3 separate regions of the Danio rerio genome follow, and regions 1 and 2 are each linked to region 3. The links are chromatin contacts, called in public HiCAR-type and Micro-C maps. All regions are on one chromosome and are shown on one strand. Each heading gives the region's core, a stretch centred on a gene start, on an enhancer-like site or on the middle of the called end of the contact. The rest is flanking DNA. Distances are from core to core; before and after follow the strand shown.

Region 1 (2,700 bases), core at 12-2,511, 180 kb before region 3:
CATTCTCGTAAAGAGTGGCTCCATTATCTCTGACCTAAGGACCACAAAGTGATGTACAAAAAAAAAATCATCACAACATTTATGGCTTTGTGCTATTGAAGATAATGACTTCAGGACTTCTTATTTTTGAGATTAAAGCAGTTGCAGAGAAATGCATTGTAATTTTTTTATGACAAACTCCTGTTCATAGGTATAAACCTACATGAAAAGGGCCATTTTCTGACAGAAACCCATCCAAAGAGCTGCAGCCTGGCCCTCCGTTCAGCCACAACACCACTGGATCCTTTACTGGGTCTCTCTGAGACGTCACAAACCTGTAATAAACACATACTCTTTCATTTAAACTCATTTGATTACCAAAGACACTCAAACAAGACAACAATTCTCTAAAGATTTTTACAATTGTACATGCACTCTAATCTCACCTTACCATCTGACACCATGGCTTATGAAATATTAATAGTATGCACTACCACTAACATAATTAATATAAAAAAATAAAAAGTACTTAGGTCATTTACATAGGGCAAATAAATGGTTACTATTTATTTAACAGCCAAAAATATATGGAAGCAAAACAAAAATAAACTCAAGGCTCATTAATTTAGTTTTGCCTACATATTAATATAATAATTATACTTTATTCTCAAAGAGCTGCTATAGTTGTTGTTGACTTGTATTTTACAGAATACAAAGAACCACAGAGGACAATCTTCATGTTTTACTGACAAAATAAAAAAAAACAAACACGGCAAATTTATGGATGAACTGCTCTTTTATAACAACATGAAATCTTATAAACAGTTTTTATTGATGAATGAAAAAAAATACTTCTTACGAATTGAAATATTAAAGTGGCTTAAATTGTTTTTAATGGTTGTTTTTGACTCGGAGTGAATGCGGAAACGCCATCATCTAGACTGAATTAAACACATTCTCATAAGCAAAACCTAGGGCTGACAACACACACATAAAAGACACAAGAAACTCACCAGTAATGCAAAAACTTTCCAGAACTGGCCTTCAGATATCCAGACCACTGACGGTAACTGGGTTTAAAAGACATGCCCGGCAGATCCAGCACCTCATCTGGATCATACATGCCACTCACAGCATGCAGAGACAAGAACACAAAACTGCAGAAGACACGGAGAGAAAACATTTTCACAGTCTGCTAGACATGAACATAGATACAGGAGTCTGGAGACCCTGATGTGGAGTTTGAGTTTCTCTTCCTTGATGGTCATATGACTTTTACTGTAGTCAGATGATGCTGCCAAGCCAAACATTAACCGGAGTCCGATCTCCGAGTCAGCACTTCCGCCATCTCTCGCGCGCGATTTCTCCTTGTAAATAATTGTTTATGTTCGATATTATTAATCATCGGATTATAGCCTCAACAATCGCATAGTAAACTTATTCAGTAATTGGAACTGCTGGGTGTTTTGCTATACTAGTTAGCCATTTTATGCTAAAATATCTTTTAAAAGTAATTTATATTTTTATGGGATCTAACGTTAAAAGCCTAATTTCAAAATTACTTTATATTCAGTTATTCATTTTCCTTTAGCTTAGTCCTTTTATTCATCAGGGGTCGCCACAGCGGAATGAACCACCAACTTATCCAGCATGTTTTACGCAGTGTTTGCCCTTCCATCTGCAGCACTGGAAAACATACATTCACACACATACACTACAGCTGTTTACTCAATCCACCCAGAGGAAACCCACACGAACGAACACGGGGAGAACATGCTAACTTTAGACAGAAATGCCAACTGCCTTGCTGTGACTCAAACCAGCGATCTGCTGTGAGGTACAGTGCCAACTCAATTACTTCATATAGTTAACATAATTCCTCTCAGGCTCAAATTAAGTTTTAGAAACAGGAAAAATCTGATATTTGGGGAAAATTATCAAATGGGGTATACAATAGAATCCTGACTTTTTTAGAGAGACCTTCACATGCAAGGCGTTCTGTGATGTTGCAGATTTGCAACATTGGCTCAGTGTGGTAATTAGACACTGACGTCTGAATATGATATGAACAATAACTTTTTATATAAATCTTTTCAAACAATGTAACAAATTTCTTTTTTTTTTGTGGCAGAACAACAACAAAAACAATATGGGATCCAAATCCAATATCTCAAATCCTCATTGAGTAGGTCATGTTTCCAATTCACTTTGTGGTACTCCAAGAAACAGTTTTTGTCTTTTGTGTCATCTGGTGAGCAAGCCGGGAAACTGCTTGTTGCTAATGGACAACCAAGTCCTGCAGTGCTACTTCTGAGCAAAAAAAAACTCATAAAATATATATCTATATATATCTGAGTATATCTCCCTTAACCCTGTTCTGAATATAAAAATTTTATTATTATCTATACCCATTATTTAAAAAAGCAGATATAAAATAATAATTTTAAACATATGTCATATTGGAAAAACTTGCACAATAATTTTTTTGGACAAAAGTTTGGACAATAATGGAATGTCCAATTAACATGTTACTAAATATTTGCATTAATTAGTTCCAATTTAGTTAAAATTTAAGTCCCTTTCAAAATTATAAAACATTTTCAGATTAATTATTCATCATGTAGCAAGCTATGTTGTAAATACTATACAATATTTACAAAAATCCAAAATACATGTTAGATCATTGATTAATGACGTTGTTTAGGCACATATCTTTACCTG
Region 2 (2,700 bases), core at 50-2,549, 180 kb after region 3:
CATTGCATGCAGCTCAGATTGCAACTGCACCAGGTCTGCCCCCCCCCCCCTTTTGCATTCAAGTTGATTAAACAATGCTGTTTCAGCAACAGATTAATTTGAAAAGGTGGTGTTTGGAATCAAATAGAAGGCTAATTGAAAGCGTCTAATTAAAATATGTCATTCAGAATCTTCTTTTTCCAACATTGTGATTGCAGCATTTTTAGGCAAGCATTAGATGCAGAGTATTTTGAGCATGTTTAGACCTTATTCTAAAAAAAATAAATTATTCTAAAAGTAACAATGGTACATTTTTTTATCGAAAGTAAATATTCTAACACTTTTGGATCAACACAATGGATTGAAAATTAAACAATCAAGATGTGCTTAAACTGCAGACTGACTGTCAGCTTTAAGCTGCGGTCACGCTGGGCTTTTTCTTCTATAGACTTCTATTCATACGCACGCAAATGCGTCAGACCGGAAACGCAGGGTGCTGCGGTGCAAAGTTCAAGCTTGGTGAACTCTGACCTGCGAAATCGCATCACTAGACTGCGTGAGACCAATCGAGGATCAAAACATGACCTCTCTGGACAGAAATTTTAAATATGGAGCAAATCGCTCACTTTTTATATATCTAATCATCTTGTTTAATCCCGTCCCTTTTTTGCAGAGCCGCACGACAGAATTTAGCAAACTCAAACTCTGGTGTGACCGCAGCTTTAATTTGAGGGTATTTACATCCAAATCAGGTGAATGCTGTAGGAATTACAACAGTTTGCATTTGTGCCTCCCACTTGTTAAGGGACCAAAAGAAATTGGACAATTGGCTTCTAAGCTGTTCCATGGCCCGGTGTGTGTTATTCCCTCATTGTCCCAATTACAATGAGCAAATAAAAGGTCCAGAGTTAATTTCAAGTGTGCTATTTGTATTTGTAATCTGTTGCTGTCAACTCTTTTCTTTTAAAACAAAAACTTTTAAAGTAAAATATAGTTTTAAATCTTATTTAATGTATTAATTATTGTCATTAATGTCTTTTTGTTCTTTTTACCCTTTTAATTATAGATTATAAAAAGTTTGCTAATAATATCTGTTTTGCTATGAAATGGCCAGAGAAGGCTTTAAACTCTCTCTTTCCCATTCTAGTTTTTCAGTCAGATCAAAGACATCACAGAGCAAAGTTCAGTTATCATCCTGCAATTACCACTAAGATAAAAGACTCATACTTGAACCGACTTGAACCTTGGATTATGGCTTGCGCAGCTAAAGGAGGAGGGAAAGGGAGGATAAGTGAGACTTGACTACTGTACACCAATGCATTCCCAGTGCTTCCTGGTGCTCGGTCAGAGAAAGCTGCAGGCTTGTCAAAGTCTGAGCTGGCTGTGGCACATTTCCTGTTGTTGACAGTCGAGGAGCACAGCGCTGAGCTGCGTGTAAGGACTCGCATTTTATCAGCCGGGGAGCACACAGTCAGACACTCTCAGAGAGCACCCTTTCACAGGAAGAGCTGCTATCACTTCTCAGATACACACAGACGCAGGGGAAACACTGAAGCTCTTGCAAACAGGACCTGCTACAAACTGATGGACTGACTTCCTTCATCAACAGTCTGACTGATGAAAACAAGCAGGATCTCTCCTTTTCAATCTGATCTGAGGTCTGTTCAGAAAGTGGTATGGTTTTGTTCTACATGGGATCGGATAAAACCTCATCTGTAGTCATGCAGCCTGAGGACCCTGTTCGCCAGGACATGCAATTCTACTATGTGGTGAGTATAGGGGAATTACCTACAGTTGTATCATATGCAAATGAGTTTAACAGACTGTGTAAATACATGATTGTTTACATGCCCTGCTTTACGTGTAGTAAAGTTGTCACTTTATTTTTGATGGTCCCCTTTGGACATCCTGTTTGATGTAAGTAACTTTGAAATCACATGTCAGCTAGCAGTCAGTGTTAGTAGACGTTTAATAAGCTACTTTTTTTAAATCAATGCATGTCAACTTATTCAACCATAACCCTGTAACCCCTCACAAGTTACTTTTGTTCACAGTACTTATTTAAAATGAGTTGAAACAACACAAATCTTAGGTTTTCTGGATAACAACTTAATGATTTCATGTTCAATCCATTTAAATTTGTACAAACAATTAAGTTGATTTCATTGATTTGATTTGGGATGACAGGAATTGTGTGGAAACCAGCATTTTTACAGTGTAATCTCTACCACTTATGAGAGTCAGATGACTTGTGGGTACTGTATAAGGTTATGTATTCAGCAGAATGTCTGAAAGGGACCATCAAAATAAACTGGGGCTTTAAAATGTGTCAAGTTATTTTTATGCCCTTTTCCTTGTTATTTATTTAGTAGCACATGCCGCAACCATGTGTGATGTTGTAAGCAGCCTACATAAATGTTGTTGCTCTAAAACCTTCATTTTTTTCTGAAGCCAGCATGAATTATTAAAAGCATAACCAGTATTAGTGTCACTCTTTTTGGGGTCAGCAGACTTGTATTAAGATCCGATTGTCTTTATAGCTCTCTGATGCATGGGTTGATATCTAGGAACCATTTAAAAACTTGAATCTATTACATGCAGCTTCTTGTACATAAATTTAACATTTAAATAACTAGGCTAATTAGGGTAACCACGCAGGTTAGGGTAATTAGGCAAGTTATTGTATAATGATAGTTTGTTCCGTAAACTATTGAAAAAATT
Region 3 (2,700 bases), core at 145-2,644:
ACATCCCCAACATTTAATGAAAATTAACACAGTGCATGGGGGGACCCCAAATAACACTGTGCATTTTAATATAATTTTACTGTCAATCAATTCCATCAAAATTTCAACATTGACATTAAAAAAGTTTTCATCAAAATAGCGAAACCCTTTTAAAGTTTTTTTTTTCTTTTCTTCAGATGACTGAGGAACAGCTTTTTCCCCAGAGCTGTCTCCCTCCTGAACTCAGCCCCACACTGACTCTTTTGCCCCCCCAATACACCCCCCACTCTCCTCTAACTTAAACTCCTCGCAATAACTGCACTGTTTAACATTTGCACATTCACTGCACCACATTGAACTGTTTACTTATTGAACTGTACATACCCACTGCATATGGGCATTTGTAATTATGTACACACCCACTATACATATACACTTGTAATCATGCTTATTTATCTGCATACTACTGACTATTAATAGCAACCTGCACATATATTCATATATTGTAACATATACACTTGTAATCATGTTTATCTATCTGCACACTACTGATTATTAATAGCAACCTGCACATATATTCATATATTGTAAATCTGTTCATAGCTTATCCAACCTGTATATAATGTTCATAGTACATCCATCTGTAAATATCACCATAGTTTTCTATAACTGCACTTCATAACTTATTCCTGTATCCTGCACTTGCTGCTATTGCACTGCTGGTTAGACCTAAACTGCATTTCGTTGCATTGTACTTGTACATGTGTAATGACAATAAAGTTGAATCTAATCTAATCTAATCTAAATGGCTTGTATTTTATACCATAGTTTTTTTATAATGGCACTTTATAACAATATCCTGCTCTTGCTGCTAATCTAATCTAATGCAATCTAATCTAATCTAATCTAATCTAAAGGGAAGATGCAGATTTACTCACTGATTGCAAACATTCATGATTTTCGTAAATTTCTTCTGTTGTAAATAAAAGAAGTTATTTTGAAGAACGCGTGAAAAGCTGTAATTATTGACTTCCATAGAATGAAAAACAAATACTATGAACATTGATGTTACAGGTTTCCAACATTTTTCAAAATATCTTCTTTCATATCCAACAACAAAATAAAGAAACCCATATAGGTTTGACACAAGGAACGGGCCAGTAGGCCTAAATGATGACAGAATTGTCGTTTTGCGTGAACCATCCATTTAAATGTAGTTCCAGACTGAAATGTCTCCACTGAAAGAAACTTGCAGTGACCGAACCGCTGCTGTTTTTGCAGTGTGACTACAGCCCTCGCCACCTGATGGCACGCGCTCGTACGGCTTATAGAGAAAACTCCGACTGTCCTTCTTCGGCTCCGGTAGTTCAGCTTATCTTCCGCTGACAGGAAGTGGCTGGTCCTTTTCCGCAGACTCCAACATGGTGAGTGCATTTCATTCACGATACCCTCCCTAAATAATCCACAATCATCAACGTTTTAAAAGATCAGCTTTCTCCAATTAGCTCAAAATGTTGCACATTCACCCCATCTAAGTTGAACAACACACACATTTTGATGAAAAAGAGAAGATGTGATGATTAAAATGTTAAAGGAAAACGCTTAGCTCCGCCGCTGTCTGACACTAGCGGCAAAGCAGACTCGCGCTTCTCGATCATGTGAAATGTCGTTTTAAGTATGGTTCGGCGGTCTTATATGTAATTTGTTCAATAGAGAGTTGGATTTATACAATAAGTGCTTATTTAAAAATGGCATAACTTCAGTAGTTTTTAAGTCGCTAGGAGAAGCTAACGCTAAAGGCCTCGCCGTACTATCTTTGAGGTCTGCTGGGATTTATATGTTAATAAATGTATACAGACTGCACATGTTGTTACTTTGAGCTGACAGATGTTTATGTTGTTCAGGCCCGAGGACCGAAGAAGCACCTGAAGCGTGTCGCAGCTCCTAAACATTGGATGCTGGACAAACTCACCGGAGTGTTCGTAAGTAACGTTAAAGGGTTCCCCCCCCATAACGTTAGGTGTGCTTAGTTATGCTTAACGTTACGTGTAAAAAAAGTGAACAGCACTTCACTGAAGGCATCACTGTTTAAGTAAACATTCACTCATTTGGGATTTAAATGTGTTTTAGTGTTATGTATGAAGCCATGCTGGGCTTATGACAAGTTCAAGTATCCACATGACATGTAATAACCTTATTGTTCAGTGTTATTATATTGCCTGGTGGTTAGGAAAGTAAAACCTCTACTTTTTACCTAATTTCGATGTATCTGATGAAAGTGGGTTGATTATTAGTTTTTTAAATGTTTGTTTCTGTAGGCTCCTCGTCCCTCCACTGGTCCCCACAAACTGAGGGAGTGCCTGCCCCTCATCATCTTCCTAAGGAACCGTCTCAAGTACGCTCTGACTGGAGATGAGGTCAAGAAGATCTGCATGCAGAGGTTCATCAAGATCGATGGCAAGGTCCGCACTGACATCACCTACCCCACCGGCTTCATGGGTGAGTTCTGCTGCACTCAACTGTCAGTTTATGATTCGGTATCCCCAGTGAATTGAGTGACTTGCTGTGTAGATGATGTTTCATAAGAGGAATGATTATATCAGGTCAGGTGTATCAATATGAATATTCAAATAAAGCTGGACTTAAATGTAGTGTCTTAGAGTATATTTAATTTTCTGTGCAAGTATAAAATGTTTTACAAACATTTACAAACAGTATTTT

The links. Hi-C and Micro-C count contacts between places; a contact is called where the count stands out from the background. HiCAR-type assays count read pairs that join an accessible place to other places.
Region 1: a contact with region 3 is called in a Micro-C map of caudal fin, with 8 times the contacts expected there. The contact joins the promoter of si:ch211-122f10.4 here to the promoter of rps4x in region 3. A contact is called at or near these places in 2 of 18 Hi-C or Micro-C datasets (caudal fin and an unstated tissue).
Region 2: a HiCAR-type map of caudal fin shows a contact between it and region 3, with 5 times the contacts expected there. The contact joins the promoter of arhgap36 here to the promoter of rps4x in region 3. A contact is called at or near these places in 4 of 18 Hi-C or Micro-C datasets (caudal fin, embryo, hematopoietic stem cells and 1 more) and 2 of 4 datasets of contacts at active chromatin or transcription factors (caudal fin and embryo).

The regions. Positions count from the first base shown.
Region 1 is chr7:53,659,964-53,662,663 of GRCz12tu, reverse strand. si:ch211-122f10.4 reads right to left here and starts at 1,261. Exons shown (of 11, transcript NM_001386652.1): 1 at 993-1,261; 2 at 203-314; 3 at 1-34. The coding sequence starts at 1,162.
Region 2 is chr7:53,304,393-53,307,092 of GRCz12tu, reverse strand. arhgap36 (Rho GTPase activating protein 36) reads left to right here and starts at 1,299. Exons shown (of 13, transcript NM_001351681.2): 1 at 1,299-1,748. The coding sequence starts at 1,656.
Region 3 is chr7:53,483,044-53,485,743 of GRCz12tu, reverse strand. It overlaps rps4x (ribosomal protein S4 X-linked), which reads left to right and starts at 1,394. Exons shown (of 7, transcript NM_001005589.1): 1 at 1,394-1,403; 2 at 1,884-1,961; 3 at 2,298-2,478. The coding sequence starts at 1,401.